Linked DNA regions of Mus musculus: regions 2 and 3 are each linked to region 1. The links are chromatin contacts, called in public HiChIP or PLAC-seq maps. All regions are on one chromosome and are shown on one strand. The core of a region is the stretch at or near the end of the contact, and the rest is flanking DNA. Distances in the headings are between cores, read along the strand shown. Region 1 has its middle 210 kb from the start of Gm12159. Region 2 overlaps Clint1 (clathrin interactor 1). Region 3 overlaps Ebf1 (early B cell factor 1).

Region 1 (3,080 bases), core at 432-2,931:
CACAAGGAAGAAAAAGGAGGTAGTGAGTCTATACACCTACTCAGTCCAAAAAGAATACAAAGAAAACTGAAAACTCACCCTGGATAGATAATCCAGAATGATCACCATGCTTTCTTTAGAGTATCTCCTGATGAGAATTTTGAGAATCCAGGTCACTCTTACCTCATCTTTAGCTCTTTGAAACCCTGGGCACTAAGTCCATCAGTGCAGCCCTTTCTAAATTCCCCTTCCCTAGGTCCCTGTCCGAATGTGTGATTTACTTCCCTTATAGAGTCTCTAAGGTAGGCTAGTTCTCTTGTAGGGGCATGGGCTACCAGTCCCAGACATGGAATCTGTCCTTCAGTTATTCCATAGCACTTGATAGGCCTCTCACAAACTCCCCAATACACATACCTATTTGTGTTTTGTCTTATTGTTTTATTTAGAATATAAGTTAATTGATCGTATGCTGTTACCTTGATAATTTTTGTACTTGTAAGTGTGCTCACTCATGAGAAAGCTATATCTGATTTGTTTATGGATTCTATATGGATAATAATAAATGTCTCTGAGTATGGCAATTTCATATAGGACAGTATGATAGTTAATTTTCATTGTTAGCTTGACTGGGATTAAAGTCACATGGGTATGTCTGTGAAGGTTTCTTCACAAAAGTTTTACTGAGGCCAACCAAATGTAGAGGCATTGTCCCCTCAGGCTGGGGACAGAAAGTGGAGTGGGCAGCTGTGTTCGTGTCTTGTTGCTTCATGACTGAACACAGTGTGGCTGTCTTCCACATACTCTTGTCCCATGCCTTCCTGTCATTAACAGATTCCCTCAGAATTATGAACTGAAACACACCCCCAATTTTATGTTGGGTGTTTTACTGCAGAAACCTAAAAAGCAATACAATTATTTTTGGAGATAGTCTCCCAAACTGTAGTTCAGGCTGGTCTGGAACTTCCTATGTAGTCTGAGCTGACTATGAATGTGTGGTAAACTTCCTGCCTCAGCTCCATGAATGCTGGGATTTAGGTATGAGCCCTGATTCCCTGTTCTTCCACAGTGCTCAATTCATAGAATCCCCTGGAAACATTCATTAGTCATCCTTACCATCCATTGATCACTGTGGTATTTTGTGAATCATTCTTGCTACTTCTTACCTATCACTTAGTTCACTAATGTTCCTATTTCAGAGTCACGAGCTGAGGCACAAGGAAAGTGAGGTGGTAACCAGAGGCCATCTCGCTAGTGCAGAGCAGAGCAGGGTAAGCAGTATGTGGATCCTACAAGACTCAAAGCTCTTGATGTGAAGAACTGAGTAAGAGAAGCATCTAGTTGGACTCTCAAGCTGGAGATGGGGAAATGACAGACTGACAGTCAGTATTGCTCTCTCAGGTCCTATGGGCTATAAATGCAAAGTCGATGGTGCCAGTAAATGAGAGAAAATTTAACCCTCAATTTGTGTCAAACTCAAGTTCTGTAAATACTAGTTAGATCTCATCAAACCACTTGTCAAAGTGCCAAGAAGGGTTTCATTTTTTAAAAGCACATGCAACTTCTTTCAATCTGCTTGACTGGCCAAGCCAGGAAAAACAGGAAAAGGATTTTATTCTGTGAAGATCACCCCCACCCTCACTGTGGTTGTTGGGCCAAGCCGGCCTGCCAAGTAGACAGTTAAAAGAGTCAACCAGGTGTGGGCAACGTCTCCAAGGCTGATACAGAAATAGGCATTAACTTTAAAGCCACTAGCTTTAATGTCGGGGAAGAACATGTAAGGCGTGCACATGTAAGGCGTGTCTAGTCAGAGAAGCTATCATGACACAAGCCCAAATGGGACAAGACATTTATTTGCATTAGATCCTGAGGTCCCCATGAGAGAGCTATGGCGAGGGGATCTTTCTTTCTTCACAGTGCTTAGCATTTTAAGTCTGGTGGAGCAGGCTGGGTAGTTATGACTCATTTTATGAAAGGAAGATCTTGAGATTCCTGCAGTAAATACCTGGGAGAGAGAGAGAGAGAGAGAGAGGGAGAGAGAGAGAGAGAGAGAGAAACAGAGACAGAGAGACAGAGACAGAGAGACAGAGACAGAGAAAGAGACAGAGAGAGAGAGAGACAGAGAGAGAGAGAGAGAGAGAGAGAGAGAGAGAGATCCAGAATTTGAGCAACTCAACTTTCATGGTATATGGGATTTAAAAAGCAGAAGATTACAAAGTTACACTGCCTGGAATATCTGAAGTATAGATCTTCCCCTTTCTCCCTCCCTTCATCCCTTCTTCTCCCCTGCCTCTCTCTGTCTGTCTCTGTCCTTTCTCTGTATGTATCCATGTGCTGCTATCTGCTTTGGATCTTCTGGTTTCAAGAGAACAAACCACAGATACATACATACACACACACACAAATGCACATACACACATATACATGAATGCACATACACACATATAGAAAGAGAGACAAGGATAGAGATAGATAGAGGCAGGGGAGGAGAACAGATGGAGGAAGAGAGAAGGGAGAAGATCTACACTTCAGGTATTCTGGGTAGTGTCACTTTGTAGTTCTATTGAATCTTCAGCAGGAATTTGCACTGGTAAGGGCCAGAACATCCAGGTCTCTGTGGGATATAGTTTATTCTACACCAACCCATTGTAGCAATAAGAAGATTTTCTTGTCTCATTAGAGTTTTGGCTTCACTAATCAAGAAAGACAAAAGATGAACGCAGAAGTTTACATTTGGGAAAGATGCTCAGGATACATTGAAACTGAGTTCCTGCTGAACTAACCATCATGAAAGCTCTACATAGTGCTATTGTGTGTGTGTGTGTGTGTGTGTGACCAGTGTTGGCAGGTATAACCATATCATACCCAAGGACATAACAATATACAATCAGTTACTGCAGACTTTCTAGACTCCCATTGCCCTTAAATAGGTAGATGGATCGCTGGATTGTAAGGTATAGGCTTAGGGTAGACTGGAGAGTCCTCTTTAAAAATGAGGGCAATCATAGAGGAAGTAAGCCATTAGGAAGTCTGCACAATCGAGGTTACTTCTAAACCCGTCCTTAATGAGAGAGATGAAGAAAATAAATTTGGTCAATTAGAAA
Region 2 (2,780 bases), core at 198-2,697, 560 kb before region 1:
TTCTACTCTGAGGAGACAGGGATCCCAAGCAAGCTAGCTGGATCAGAAAGCTCTGAGTTCAGTGAGACTCTGCTCATAAAATGGAATGCCTGAGGAAGACACAGGAGCAAAGCTCTGGCCTCCCTATACTTCCAAACACACATACAGTGGCACATTACACTCAGACACTCAACAACAGTAACAGTAACAACAAAATTCTAGTTAAAACAGGTTTTTAATTCTGAGAGTCAAAATGTCACGTTGCAAATGTGAACACTGCTGTGGTCTGCTACGTGTGAGAGTGAATCCTTTTGGCGTACAGCATGTTTTGAGAAGCAGGAAAACATGATTAACTAGGAAGACCATCACCTTGCTTTAGAAATACAGAATCAAAATGAGATGAATCCGAGGAAAAGTCCACACACAGGTGAAGCCAGAAGTCTGCACACCTCACTCTCAGTGCCAGTCCCAGCTTATAGACTTCGCTGAGCGGAATGGTGCTATCACCCAACCACAAATTAAACAAAGCTGTTTACAGAGGTGACAAACATGAGACTGGTTTTTAATTTTAAACAGTCAAGTAGCAAACTTGCATATGAGTAGAGATTAAATACTCAAAACACCTCAACAGATTTAGTAGGAAAAAATTTAAGAAACAATAAAAATCTTCAATATTTAGAAGAACATAAGTCTGAACACACTCTGTACTATGAAGGGCTGTTTATGACTGGAAAACAGTGTGTGTCTCGGAAAAGTCTAGAAACTTAGTGGACTACAGTCATGTCAACACTCGCTCTTGTAGGCTTCCACCATACCTTATAAACTCTTCTCCAGTTCTTTTTGTTGTCTTTTAGCATCCGGGACCAAAGCATGTTCATGAGTTCTGGGAACTGCTCATACATAAAGGTAGCCCTGAAAGAGAGGAGTTTCCTTAAGCATCTGTAGTAGCATAAATCTGACAATAGATGGCAGCCTTGCTCTAGGTTCTTTGGACTACCCAAACAGCTTAGAAAAAAAATAAGCCGAAATCAAATTTTAATGACACTCCTCCTAAAACACACTTCCTCTTATTCTTCACAACACACAGCACATCATGAGGAATCACGGTGCCATCCTGCAAGCTTTTTCTTCATGGCCTCAGTGCCCCACATTGTCACCAAGAAAAAAGTGTGTGATTTTTTTTTACTTCAAATATTTTATACGTGTTCTTCAAAATTTGCAAGGAAAGCTATTAAGTCTTGGCTGACGCATCATTAAAAGCTAATTTTTAATGGGAATGGAACCTATATAAAACTCTCCACACTAATCAAAATGGATTATGCAGAACATATGGCTGATAGTTAAACAGGTTAAAACTGAAAGCAAACTTCACTTTCTGTGTAAAGACACTTTGATTCTTTCTGTACTGTTGAGTCAAATTACCACTTACTTGGCAATCTCTCCCATGAGCTGCCCAGAAGGTCCCCAGGGATCATCATTCGTTGCTTCTCGAACCTTAGACTCAATCTCTGAGTAATTCATAACCACATTGGTGCTGCAGAGGGAAAATGCACATGTGCATGTGCACACACACACATATAGATACATAAAGATTAGCATCAAAACTGAGCAACACATGAAAACTAAATGATACTAACGTATGTCTTAATGAGCCACATCTATGGAGTGGGGGGCAGCTCTGCTCACAGGCTACTCCAAAGACACGACATTACACACTTAAGTTATCTTAAGAATTTAGCTTTCAAGAATGCAGAGGAATGTCATCAGCCCTGGCCCAAGTCCAGGAGACATGGTCTGATCTCAAAGACAAACGGACACGCTCAAGTCTATCACAGAGCCAGGATGTTCACCTTCTCTCTGCCCGTGCTTTACAAGAGGTCGGGTTTGTGTTTATAGGAATTCTGTTCTCTTACACTAAATTACAGTGGACAATTCTGTGTGACATTTAAAAAAGACATAACACAAAGAGAATATTCTACAACTGTTTAAAACTATTACCAACATTTCCTTCTGTATCAGTGTTTTTCTCTAACAAAAACTTAATTATTAGTTATTGTAAACCTCACACCTTCACTGGCTACATAATATTTTACTGGGAAATGATATTTAACTTTTCCTTGAGACTTCTAGTTTTTTGACAAGAACATGGGAGACAGAAAACCTGATTCCAACCCCATTTCATGAAGCAGTTTTGTTTTAACCTTGGTTTCAACTGTAGACTGGGAAGAGGCTCTGTACACCTCAAAAGACAGCATAGAAACTGGTGCTGCTCTCCTGCCTGACAGACAGGTGATGCTCAGTTAATAACTGAGAGCCATCCTATAGCAAGAAAGAACGCTTTCAAAGGGTAAGACACAAGACAGCAAAACACTTGATTTTTTTTTTTTAAACAGCCATGTGTATGGGATCTGAAGGAAGAAAAGCCATAAAAATGTGAGTTCATCTGATGTATATAGTTCCCATTACTACTGAATGTGTGTTCTAACAGATGAACACAGCAACACAAAATCAAAACTAATAAATGAGTGAATAAAATCAGATTTAGATAGCTACTACTCATATATCCTCCCTTCTTTTGCTATGTGGCTTTTTAAAAGTCATCAAAAGTTGTTTTCTAAATACGGAAGGATCAAGGCTCAGCGCTTTTAGACCTTGTCTGCTGCCATTCGTTCCTTCAAGGAGTTTAGCTTAGTTAAGTCACTGACAAACAGATCCACATCAGCACTGAGACAGTCACATATAGACAGTTGGTCAGGTCACAGAACAAACAGTGCAGCTCCTACACCGACACCCACAACAGG
Region 3 (2,873 bases), core at 15-2,514, 560 kb after region 1:
AGGCATACATCACCAGTAAGATGTGTGTTCCCATTTAAAGGCTGCACATCTGGGATCAGTTGACGTATCCATCTGCTAACTACCCCAGTAAACAGTATGTCTGGGACCGTCAAACTCCTGCATCCATCACAAATTCCTGCTTTAATTGTGTGTTTACGTGGCAAACCTCTGCTTAAGTATATTTTAATACTGTTTTAAGCAGTTGTAATTGCTCCTTTCTTCTCCATAGTAACTCCAACACGTTTTATTTACCATTACGACAGACTGGGATTCTGCTAGCCCCATAGATAAATAAAGACATAAACCCTCATCCTGTACCAGAAAGAAACAGCAGAAGCTGTGAGGCCAAAACCAAGGGCTTTGATCTCCCAGCCCAGACATCATGGGTCTCTTGCATGAAATCAGTGCTTTGAGTCACAAGTTCAAATCTCTGCAAGGCCACTTCTGTCTTGCTCTATATTTTCAACTGGAGGAAAGGAATGGAGGAGGAGGAGGAGGAGGAGGAGGAGGAGGAGGAGGAGGAGGAGGAGGAGGAGGAGGAAAGCTTTGAAGAGAATAGTCAAACCTCTTACCTTGAGAAAGATAAGAAGCCAGCCACAGGTTTCCTTCATTGTCTTTAAGGATTGTTAATGTTCTGTGTATTAGAGAGTGAGAACTTCAAAGTTTTATAAGAGCTGGGCATCTTAAGGTTTAGGAGAGTGGATGGGGACAACGGGAGGGATTAACATGTGCTGAGGATGCCTAAAGTCACGTAGTGTAGCCTTAGATCTTACTGAAATGTTTTCATCGTCTCTTGATTGTGTTGGGAATGTGGGGAGCAGAGGCATCCCTGTTGCCATTCATGGCACAAGTCTGGAGGTTCCAAGAACAACTTTTAAGAACCACTTCTACCCTCCCACCATGTGGATTCCAGGGAAGATACTCAAGTCACTGCCCTTACCACCTGGTCCATCTTGCTGCCCCCTGAGCTGACTTTAAAGCTAGGATTTCATAATTGAGTTTACTAACAACCTGAAATCACAAGAAAATGGACGAGAAAGGGGAGGGGAGGGAAAGAGAAGAAGGCAAGGGCAAAAATGAAGGGGAAAACAAAAAGAAGAGGAGAGAGCAGCAGCCTCCATAATTAGGGAGAACTATGCAGAGGTCCCCTCACACAAGAGGGGATTTTACTATATTTTTCCAGCCTGCCCAACATATATATGTATAGCAGGATGTCAGACTTCACACGGTACTGTTTGGCCACTCCTCGGGTTTGAGGAACTGAAAATCTTGTGTGCCTGTGTATTATTGTACTGATGCAAATAGTGGACTTTTCTACTCGATTGACCATCATTTTCTCAGGCTGTTCTGTTTGCCACTTTCGGTTCCTACCTCATCTGTAAACGCTCACATAGTCATGGGGCAGAGCAGGGCACAGCCTCGGGGCTGCCAGCTGAGGACCCTCCTTTAGAGTTCAGGACTTACTTCCGATCAATCCAGTTAAATCACGGGTTGAATAGAAGCCGATCACCGAGGCCAGAGAGACTGGCTTGTCGAAGACACGGATTTCCAAGACTCTCAGCAAAGATGCTGGAGGCCGCTTTTTGCCTTGAGAATACTGAATGCAACTCCAAATTGCTTTTAATTCATTTGCCTTTGTGAGTTGGCCCCGTGAAAATGGATAAACCATCGCGTGTGAGGAATTGTTCTTCAGGGTGGCCCCTACTTAACAAGAGGGTGCTGTTTGATCTGTTTGATAATGATTACTGGTGTCTGTTCAGGCCTAAAGAGAAATAGGGGGTTTACTTCAGCAACCTCAAGCTTCCTGCCAAGCCAGTGCAGGCTGGTAAGAGTGTGGCAGGCGCAGAGGTCGTATGGCCCGCTAACCTCTTGGACAGTCTCTCTGTGTCTGTGACTAGGAAGCACTGAACACTCTTTCTGGACACCAACCTATGAGCACAAGTCCAAGATGGAGACACTCTGCACTTCTTGCCTACTCATTCCTCAGACCATTTTTCACTAGGACTTGTGGAGCCTTGAATACACATAAAAGGAAACTGAATTACTACTAAGGGGGAAATAACCTGAATCAACACAGGCCGGTGTGTGCCGGGTCTATTTTTATCCTGCAATCCTCAGAGGGGAGCGGGCACTGCAGAGAAGTAACTGGAATGCATTTATATCAACTTTAGACCTTATATCCAGTAATTGGCAGAGGTAAGATTCAAACTCAGGTCTCAGTCAACAGCATAAAACTTCAGCCCTCCCTGTTTGGTATCACCAGTAGCCAAGCCACATTGTTTTGTCCAGCACAAAACAGCCAGGGTTTCACATGAGGTCAAATTGGTTTCAAGCCAATTTCAACCCGTGCAAGCAAGGGTTAGACTTGCAAATGAACCCATCCTACCCTGTTCTGATGTTTCAGAAAACTCCTGCAAACTCTCTGCTGCTCATCTTTGGAAGCCATGTAAAATGATGGAGTCCCATCTCAGTCACCACCTTTCCCTGAGAGACACAGGATTTCTGATTGCAGTTGATGGTTTTTCTAGGACAGATCTCTGCTGGCTAATTATACCCTCATGGAATGAGTGTTGCCTGCACTGGAGAGGTTCATAGGTACTGTAGGTTTAGGCAGCAACCAAAACGAAAAGAAAGAACAGGATGATGCTTAATTATGAAATATCTGAAGGGGGTTAACTGTAATAATAACCATCCATCCATCATCCATCTCTTCATTAATTTAGGAACGACAAATACTTACTGGTTTTATTTGCTATTTATATGCTGCAAACTCCTGCTTGGAGGTGGTAGACACTGAATTTAATTAATAAATCAGCATTTGTGTCCATATTTGTATGTATCTACGTGCATATGCATATGTCCTTATGTGTTAG

What was found. HiChIP or PLAC-seq counts read pairs in DNA pulled down with a chosen protein or histone mark.
Region 2: an H3K27ac HiChIP or PLAC-seq map of large pre-B cells shows a contact between it and region 1, with 2.5 times the contacts expected there. The contact joins two enhancer-like sites. A contact is called at or near these places in 1 of 15 datasets of contacts at CTCF or cohesin (large pre-B cells) and 2 of 115 datasets of contacts at active chromatin or transcription factors (astrocytes and large pre-B cells).
Region 3: an H3K27ac HiChIP or PLAC-seq map of large pre-B cells shows a contact between it and region 1, with 2.1 times the contacts expected there. The contact joins two enhancer-like sites. A contact is called at or near these places in 1 of 15 datasets of contacts at CTCF or cohesin (large pre-B cells) and 1 of 115 datasets of contacts at active chromatin or transcription factors (large pre-B cells).

The regions. Positions count from the first base shown.
Region 1 is chr11:45,322,457-45,325,536 of GRCm38.p6, reverse strand. No RefSeq gene overlaps it. Among named protein-coding and RNA genes, the nearest start is that of Gm12159, 210 kb to the right of the region's middle. Within about 2 kb of position 1,681, at least 14 of the 459 cell types and tissues checked have an H3K27ac peak or open chromatin away from gene starts, as enhancers often do.
Region 2 is chr11:45,882,443-45,885,222 of GRCm38.p6, reverse strand. It overlaps Clint1 (clathrin interactor 1), which reads right to left. Exons shown (of 12, transcript NM_001045520.4): 2 at 1,409-1,513; 3 at 795-891. Among named protein-coding and RNA genes, the nearest start is that of Clint1, 32 kb to the right of the region's middle. Within about 2 kb of position 1,447, at least 66 of the 459 cell types and tissues checked have an H3K27ac peak or open chromatin away from gene starts, as enhancers often do.
Region 3 is chr11:44,763,657-44,766,529 of GRCm38.p6, reverse strand. All of the region lies in intron 6 of Ebf1 (early B cell factor 1), which reads right to left. Among named protein-coding and RNA genes, the nearest start is that of Ebf1, 150 kb to the right of the region's middle. Within about 2 kb of position 1,264, at least 23 of the 459 cell types and tissues checked have an H3K27ac peak or open chromatin away from gene starts, as enhancers often do.